2 separate regions of the Zea mays genome follow, and region 2 is linked to region 1. A link is a contact called in public Hi-C data. All regions are on one chromosome and are shown on one strand. Each heading gives the region's core, a stretch centred on a gene start, on an enhancer-like site or on the middle of the called end of the contact. The rest is flanking DNA. Distances are from core to core; before and after follow the strand shown. Region 1 holds the start of LOC100284319. Region 2 holds the start of LOC100273451.

The links. Hi-C and Micro-C count contacts between places; a contact is called where the count stands out from the background.
Region 2: a Hi-C map of bundle sheath shows a contact between it and region 1, with 3 times the contacts expected there. The contact joins the promoter of LOC100273451 here to the promoter of LOC100284319 in region 1. A contact is called at or near these places in 2 of 25 Hi-C or Micro-C datasets (bundle sheath and leaf).

Annotation. Positions count from the first base shown.
Region 1 is chr1:100,987,480-100,992,070 of Zm-B73-REFERENCE-NAM-5.0, reverse strand. LOC100284319 reads left to right here and starts at 2,012. Exons shown (of 1, transcript NM_001157214.2): 1 at 2,012-3,494. The coding sequence starts at 2,158. The coding sequence ends at 2,796.
Region 2 is chr1:101,152,105-101,156,695 of Zm-B73-REFERENCE-NAM-5.0, reverse strand. LOC100273451 reads left to right here and starts at 2,162. Exons shown (of 5, transcript NM_001147888.1): 1 at 2,162-2,636; 2 at 3,001-3,266; 3 at 3,381-3,498; 4 at 4,044-4,252. The coding sequence starts at 2,283.

The DNA.
Region 1 (4,591 bases), core at 763-3,262:
GTCAAAAACTATAGCCCGTACATGCCAGTTGCAGTGGTTGGGTCAAGTTTTTTCCAGGCGGGTCGGGTCAGGTCACCCATGCTTAGATCTAATCTCATGTGATAAAATTCATTCTCTAATCCAGAATTTTCAGTCAAAGAGCCAAGATTCACAAGCCACAAGGCAAATATCGGTACCTCGCAAGCATGTAGACTTTACAAGTTTGTGATGGATTTGATAATGTTGAATGCATGTAGTGGGACATACAGAACTACTATTGGGGACTTAAGGAAAAAAATGCAAATTCTCAATTATCTGTGGCACAAATGGAGAGAAAGAAATAGACAAATTATGCCTTTTTCTATGATTTTGTTGTGGATTACAATGTAAAGTTACTCTACATATTTTTCTCTGATGCTGCAAGTAGAAATAATTATAGTTATTTGGTGATTTAGTGTCAATCCACGTAACATATAGCATAAACCAATACAATATGATATTTTCACCTTTTACGGATGCGCACTATCATATGCAAATTGTTTTCTTAGCAAATCGACACCGGCGATCTCCATTCCCAGTTCTCCGGCCTTCGACCGGGGTAAGGGGGTGGCTGACGACCACAAAGTCGGTCCCTCGGGTGGCCCAAGGTCCCGGTCCTAGTGCGCACTGCGCTCTTCCCTAACGAGGAGGAGAGCACCGCCATCTTCACCATTGAGAGGAATCCCTTCAAGCTGGGAGGTCCATGCCTCATGTGGCTAGATTGCAACTCCCCGGATGGCGAGCCGGCGTTCGCCCTCGACGACCAGGAGGAGCAGGAGATGTGGCAGGATTTCCAGATCCTCGGCCGGGTAAGGGGAACGAGTATTCTATATGACGACACATTCCTTTGCGTAGGGCGTGTCTTGATGTCGTCGACTTTCCTTTCAATGAGAATGTTGAGTCATATGAGTGGTTGTTTTGTACAACTCTGACCGTGGGCATTAGAGCAGAAAATACGTGTCCTATATTAGATGTCTCGGCATGACTGCATCCAATGCAACTATACTCCTAAAACCGTGTCCAACAGTTCACCTATATAGTCACCTAAAATACTGTTTTGTAATGTAGACTATATTGTTCGTAGAGTGAAGTTTAATATGTGTATGAGGAGGGTCGTGCCTACCTGGCACCCCGTGGCACGACACGATTTTAGTCCGTCCTGAGCACGACACGACTCGTTATTCGTGCCATGCTTAGGCCATTGGTGTGTCACGACATGCTGGTCCGAGCACGACTCGATTTATTTTTTTATTTTGCATTGCATATTTGTGTATATTAGAAACAACTATAATCATTTAGGCCCTGTTTGGGAACAAAGTTTTTGAAAACCACAGTTTTTGAAATACTATACTATACTTTAGTTATGACAATACTGTAGTTTATAATACCGCAGTTTTGAAAACTGAGGTCTAGAGCTAAGTTTAGAATGCCTTAAAACAACTATAGTATTTGCAATACTTCAGTTTTGAAAACAGAGATTTTACCCAGCTTGCCAAACACCATTATGTATATAATACTGCAGTATTTGAGAATACTGCAGTATTCTTCCAAAACTGCAGAAAAACTTTGTTCCCAAACACCCCCTTAAACACAAATGAACCATGACTCAATTGTCTAGAGTAGTGCAGCTAAGCTTTTGAAGCCGTCCCACCATGGTTTGAACCCCACACAAGCCTCTTTTTGCTCATTTTTCTTCGCACTTTGTTCAAGCACCATGGACTTCGGACAGGCTCGGTACGATGTGGACCAATCTGTACTGTGCTTAGGCCTAAGACGCGATTACCATGGTCTGGCACATAGTGGCACAACCTGTTAGCTAGTCAGACCTAAACGGGTCGAGCCTAAACAAGCCGGGCCAAAGACGGATTCGTGCCGGGTTGGTCCGATCTGTTTGGATTTCAACATGTATAGCTAGAGATATAGGCTAAAAAGGCTCTAAAAGGGAGAGCGTCGAGTGAACGCAAGTGGGCAAAGGTGGCTAGCAAATTAGCAACAGCAAGACAGGGAGCGAGGGATGGTAGAAAGCACAGATACCAATTCCCCATTGCTCGCCGTGTATTAAACATACTCGCACTCCAGCTCCCCATTTCTCTCCTCCCCTCCCCTTCCCTAATCATCTCAGCGAATCCAATCGAGGCGATGGACCAGCAGGGTGCGGGCGGGGACGCGGAGGTGCCGGCGGGGCTGGGTCTGACGGCGGCGGAGTACGAGCAGCTGCGGTCGACGGTGGACGCGCACCACCGCTACGCCGTGGGGGAGGGTCAATGCTCCTCGCTGCTGGCGCAGCGCATCCACGCGCCGCCGGAGGCCGTCTGGGCCGTCGTCCGCCGCTTCGACTGCCCGCAGGTGTACAAGCACTTCATCCGGAGCTGCGCGCTCCGCCCAGACCCCGAAGCCGGCGACGCCCTCTGCCCCGGCCGCCTCCGCGAGGTCAGCGTCATCTCGGGCCTGCCCGCTAGCACCAGCACCGAGCGCCTCGACCTACTCGACGACGCCGCTAGGGTCTTCGGCTTCTCCATCACCGGAGGCGAGCACCGCCTTCGGAACTACCGCTCCGTCACCACCGTCTCCGAGCTCGCAGACCCCGCGATCTGCACCGTCGTGCTCGAGTCCTACGTCGTTGACGTCCCCGACGGCAACACCGAGGACGACACCCGCCTCTTCGCCGACACCGTCATCAGGCTCAACCTCCAGAAGCTCAAGTCCGTCGCCGAGGCCAACGCCGCCGAGGCCGCCGCAACCACCAATTCCGTCCTTCTGCCGCGGCCGGCGGAGTAGCGGCGGCTGCCATCGGCAAGGGAAGAAAGCAACAGCAAGTTTTGTGCGTTTCTGTTATTTCAATTCTCTGGGAAAGGGTTTCTCTGAATTAAATCTGATCATGGATGGATTTGGACTGGACAAGGAGGGGCCGGGTCAGCCTAAATTAGGTGTGATTGCAAGGGCGCGACCTGTAATAATCTCTCTTTCATCTCCTAGATTCCTTCTTTTCATCTTTACTTCTTCCAGAATTTGGTTAATTCCTGCTTTATGTGATTGGAATCATTCCTTAGGAATTGCTGCTTCTCATATGTCTTTGCATTGCATGTTTGATGTGGCTATCTTGAGGCATGTGATCCATGCCTAATTCGATCCTCTTAGATTGCTAGCGCTACTGGATCACTGATCAATTGTCCTTAAGTTCCAGTCATGTCTTAGCAGTTGTTCACCGATGATGACTATGCATGGCTAATGTCGTTGTTGCAGCCGAACTTGTTGACTGATTTGAGAATGCAAGGAACATTGTAGTGGTCCATCCTCTTTTTTTCCAACAAGGTTCTTTGTGTTTTCGTGCAGGTATACACCATATATTTGAGTAAAATATAAATCTCAGGTAGTTCAAGCATAGTAGTAGACATGGCAAACCTCGTCGATTCCTTAAATCGTACTGGTGCAATACTGTCTTGAGATGCTTAAGCCTGGCAGGGTGTTTTTGTCTCTTGCCATATTTTCCTGCTACGTGTACAGCGTTTGGGAACAAGCGTCAGATAAGCTAGGCCGACGCTTGTTTTGTTTTCATGCAATGGATACGGATGTCACCATCTTTCTGTTGCAGCTCCCAAACAGTTTTTATCTGTACACGTTTTATATTCAACATTCGCCTAAAATCACTCTTCTGTTCATGTGATGTGGTGGCCGTCGATGTTGATTTAAGATTGGTGCGCTTTTCTGGTGGTTTGTATTATATTCGGGAGTTAACACTCAACCCAACACATCCCACATTTATCTCTGTTGCATTCGACATCCATCTCTATGGCTGATTTCAATGGTTCCCTCCCCAAATCCCCATATTCGTATTGAATTCATATTTAAATATCTCCTCCTTAAGTATAGTTCCTCTATTTCTTCTCTCCTACTATTCTTCCTATAGTCATTTGATATTTTTATATCAATTTTTAAAGTTTGAAAGAAAATATATAATATTTGTAGTACTTAATACACATTATTATCAGATGATAAAGCATAAAAAGGTTAGTTGCAGACAAAATTCGTGATTAACAAAATGGGAGGAGATTACGTGTGAGGGGGGAGCAATCCCTCCCTTCGAGTAGCGTGACATAGAGGGTATAAATGGTCAAATGGGTCGTGCCTAACGGGCTGGCTCAAAGCATGATCCATTTAATAGTGCCGGACCGATCCAGCACGGAAGCCATGTCGTGTTTGGGCCGCTGCCTCGGCCCACAGTTCTGGTCTGACCCGACACGATTATATTTTACAAAACATAGTATACATATATTTAGATTTTATATTCACTATTTACAACAAACACGTTGTAGTTTGAACTCCCGCCTGTGCTGGGTTTTCACGCTATTTTCCTGATTTAATCAGACAGCGTGGACATATTAACAGACCGGCCCGGCACAGCTAGCCTAACAGGCCCATGCCGGGTCGGGCCGGGCCGCCCGTGTGGCCAACTATAATAGAGGGTGTGTAGTTGGAGCACGAGGGGACGTGTCATACACCCTCCAACCTAGGGGGAGCGGGAGGGGTGCTATTTGAGCGGGTTAGTGGCTTCAGACACATTGCACTGTGTGTC
Region 2 (4,591 bases), core at 913-3,412, 160 kb before region 1:
GGATGCGGTGTCTAGAACAACCCGAGAGTCGTCGATGTTGGCGACAACCATGAGGCCCCCCTGCTTAACGATGGACAGTGCGGTGCAGCTGCTCTGGACCGCGTCCAAGCGGCGGCTTCGCGGGAGCATGTCGTACACAGCGGCGCATGTAGCCACATAGGACTGCTTCTAGAGGTCGGACTGACAGTCGGCAAGCTTCTTCTCGTCATCGATGAGCGACGCCAACGCGAGTGCTTCCTGCTCATGGTGTTTGTTCGGGGTTTCAAGTAAGAAATATGGATTCATGGTTGACGTTGGTTTATAAAAATGACTCACAAGTCTGATCCATGGAAAAAATATTACGAAGAATAAATGTCATGCATGCAAAAAAGAGATTTAAGTATAAAACATTATTCAAACAAAAGAAATTGCATGCAAAACTCTTCTTTAAATAATATTACCTTCATCCAAAAATATAATTCAAGAATCTATGTGATACTTATCTACTACTACGCATTGTGCAAGGGTAGCAAGTAAGCTTGGTAAGAGATGTAGTAGATGTGTTTCCTGTCATAGATGCTGACATAAACACACATGTGGTGTAGTGGTAGCTACTCTTGGCCTTTGCTTAAGAGGTCACGAGTTCAAATCTCCTTGAGGACATGTGTGTTTTTTTAATTTTAGCTAGACGTGAGCTGTACGGGGGAATGTGAATGAGCTTTGCGAGGAGGGGGGAATGGAAATGACAGAACATAGAATGATGATAGAACATGGGAATGAGAAACGGGAATGGTGGCAGAACGGGAGATGATAGAACATGAGAATGAGAAACGGGAATGGTGGCAGAACGGGAGCGGCAGAATAGGAATGGTGGCAAGTAGGGATGGCAGCGGGGTCGGATTTTGTTCGGGTATAATAATACCCGACCCGAAATTATACCCGAGACTTCTACAAATATCCATACCCACCAAGCCAATCAGGCGAGAAACTGTACCCGTACCCATGCCCATCGGGTATCCACCGGGTATCAGATATCCAGTAGATATGTTACTGTAGACTAAATAACATTCAGTTAGTGTTATAATAAATACATAAAATATTTTAGTTTCCATCTAATCACCAGTACAACACGAGAATGACTATATTTAGCTACACGTCGATACAATATCTCAACTTAATGAGTTTATGACAGTTGACAATCATAACATTGTCAATGTCTCATTGATCTCTATTACATTACAGTTGACTGTTAGCACAAATTAATATTCATTAATCAACAACACATGCGCCATGATAAATTGATAAATAAAAACATCATGCAGCAACCAGCTCCAGCAGGTGACATTTGACAATCATAACATTGTCAATGTCTCATTGATCTCTATTACATTACAGTTGACTGTTAGCACAAATTAATATTCATTAATCAACAACACATGCGCCATGATAAATTGATAAATAAAAACATCATGCAGCAACCAGCTTCAGCAGCCCGTGACATGGTGTATAGTAGCAGCAGCCTGCCGCCAGCAACAGCAGTCCGTGGTCGTGCCTGTGTCCATGGTGAAGTAGCAACAACCAGCATGCAACAAAACCAGGATTGTTGTGTATTTTTTTGGCTCCATTTTATTATGGTCCTTAATTTTTAGTGGATGTATCACATTTAAAAAGGTATATTGATATCTCGGATATCTACTGGATACCCGCGGGTAATTTATTTTACCCATACCCAACCCGATATATTTCGGGTATCCGACCCGATAGAACCCGCGGGTGAGTTTTCTATCCATATCCACCGGGTACGAAACCCGCGGGTATCCATACCCACGGGTCCAACTGCCATCCCGGGTGGCGAGGCTCAAAATATACAACTATATATATAAATATATATATTCTCCTCTTTTTTGCGACAGGGAGCGAGACAGCCGTACTCTCGTCGTGTCTGGTCACGCATAGGTCTATTTCTTCTTCTTTATTTGTTTAATTTATATAATTTCAGCTATTATATATATATATATATTCTCCTCTTTTTTGTGACAGGGAGCGAGGCAGCCATACTCTCGTCGTGTCTGGTCACGCATAGGTCTATTTCTTCTTTTTTATTTGTTTAATTTATATAATTTCGGCTATTATTTATTATATACATATGTTCTCCCCTCTTTTCTAGTGACAGGGAGCGAGGCAGCGAGGCAGCAGCTGCAGCCGGCCGCGCCCCCATCTCATCTCGGGGGTCGGGACCTGATTACCCCAATCCGTTTCCTCACCAAATACGCCACGGCGGCGCGGCGCGCTGGCTACCCACAATGGCGCTCACCACCGCCTCCACGGTCTCCTCTCCCTCCCGAATCATCCGCCGCTTCTCTTCTTCTCAAGACTCTCGCCCCCCTTCCTCGCTCCTACATCTCGCCCCGCGCCGAGGACCCGGGAATTCCCCGCGCGCCTGTAGCTGGCACCGGCTCGTTGTGCGCCGGATGGGCTGGGCGGCGCGAGCGCTCCTCGGCGGATTATCGGACGCCGGCGCCAGTGAGAGCGACGAGGAGGAGGAGCACGTCCTACGAGTGGGGCAGCGGGAGGGCGAGATCGACGACGCCGTGGAGCTCTCCGCGGCGGCCGTTGGGCCAGAGAGATGGGACGTGCTGGGCCTCGGCCAGGCGATGGTGCGTGCAACCCTGGTCTTCTCCCCCTCCCCCAGTTTATAGGAAAAAAATCAATATTTATGAAACCAGATATATATAATGCAATACTATATTCAACGAAGAATCTAATGATACTTATTGGTACCATATTTATTGATATTCTTTAAATAAACTTGATCAAACTCAGGATGCTTTGACTCCGTATTAGGCTACAACTATAATTAGATGCCTGAATAAACTGTTGGGCCAGTTACTCTACTTGCCTCTCAAGTATTGATCAGGAAGATGCAACTTGTGAAAAGTAGTTCAAACTTCTATCTGTACGGGTGTGTTGTTGAGAACTTAAGATCAATTCTGACTAGTCACTGTTCTGCGGGGCAAATAGGTTGACTTCTCAGGGATGGTGGATGACGAGTTCCTTGACAGATTGGGCATAGAGAAGGGCACGAGAAAGGTCATAAACCATGAGGAGAGGGGACGGGTCTTGCGTGCCATGGATGGATGCAGCTACAAGGCTGCAGCTGGAGGCTCCCTGTCCAACTCGCTCGTTGCGCTGGCAAGGCTTGGTAGTAGCCAGTCTGCTGGCTACCCTGAGCTTAATATTGTGATGGGCGGCAGTGTGGGCAGTGACCCACTAGGTAGTTTCTACAGGTAATTCACTAATTTGTCACTATTTCTATTGCAGGTTTGCATGATGTCCTATTTCTGCACTGAGTCTTTAGAGTATTGGCTGACATCATGCTTTCTGTTCAATCACACTTTTAGGGCAAAGTTGCGCCGTGCTAATGTGCACTTCCTGTCTAAGCCGGTCAAAGATGGAACAACTGGAACTGTCATTGTTCTAACAACGCCGGATGCACAGCGTACTATGCTTGCGTATCAGGTCAATTCCTTTTACTTCCTTTGCTGACAACTCTTCTATATCTGAACTTGTCAGATATTATTTCAGTTACACTTGCTTACTGCGCTTTCCCAGCCCTCTTTACACTCTTTAGACACCTCAGGGCACCAACTTGTGTCTGGACATTAAACAGTTCACTATCTGGCCTCTTAGACCGTCTCCAGCATTTCACCCACATGGTGACCAAAAACACTGCTATGTACTGTAGACTGCACTGTTCGCACAGTGAAGTTTGAATATGAGAATGGGTAAGCTATTGGAGATAGCTTTAAGAGTCTATACCATATCTAAATCATATGAATATCAATGTGCAAAGGATGAAGTGAAATTTCCAGGGATTTTTGTCATGGTATTGTTTGTAGTAGTATGAATATGGAAGCAAAACTATCATGTGATCTTAATGATACATCCTTGATTCATGAGCCTGTATTTTGGAAAAGTATAATTCATTGGCCAATCATCTAGATTGTGCTGCACCTGCAACAAATATATGCTCAAACAGTGGCATGCGCTTCCTGTCTTTGCAGGGTACTTCGTCAACTCTGAGTTACGATTCAGACTTGGCCAGTTTAGTGTCTAAATCAAATGTACTAATTGTGGAAGGTTATCTATTTGAGCTGCCTCACACAATTGAAGCTATCAAGCAAGCGTGTGAAGATGCTCACAAGAATGGTGCAATCATTGCTGTTACTGCATCAGATGTATCTTGCATCAAGCGTTGCTACAATGACTTTCGGTGAGACTACCCTTCTTTCAAAGGATTTCCTGTCAGATTCGCAGCTTGGGACCATCTGGGCCCAGCTGCACACGTTTCCAGATCTACATGAGTACATGCCCAATCTTTTACTTGCTTCCATTGATAGTGCATATTGACTAAAAAGAGGATCGCTAAGCATCTTATGTCCCTTTTATTTTATGTGCTTCACAAAGGCCACATTATTCGATATCTGGTTTTATCACTGAAACTAGCAAAATAACCTTAGGGCATAATTATTCATGAATTAGTACCATTAAAGCGTTTTTTCATGTTTCCAGAACCAGCCATTTTTAGTTAATGCATCTGTATTATGCCCTC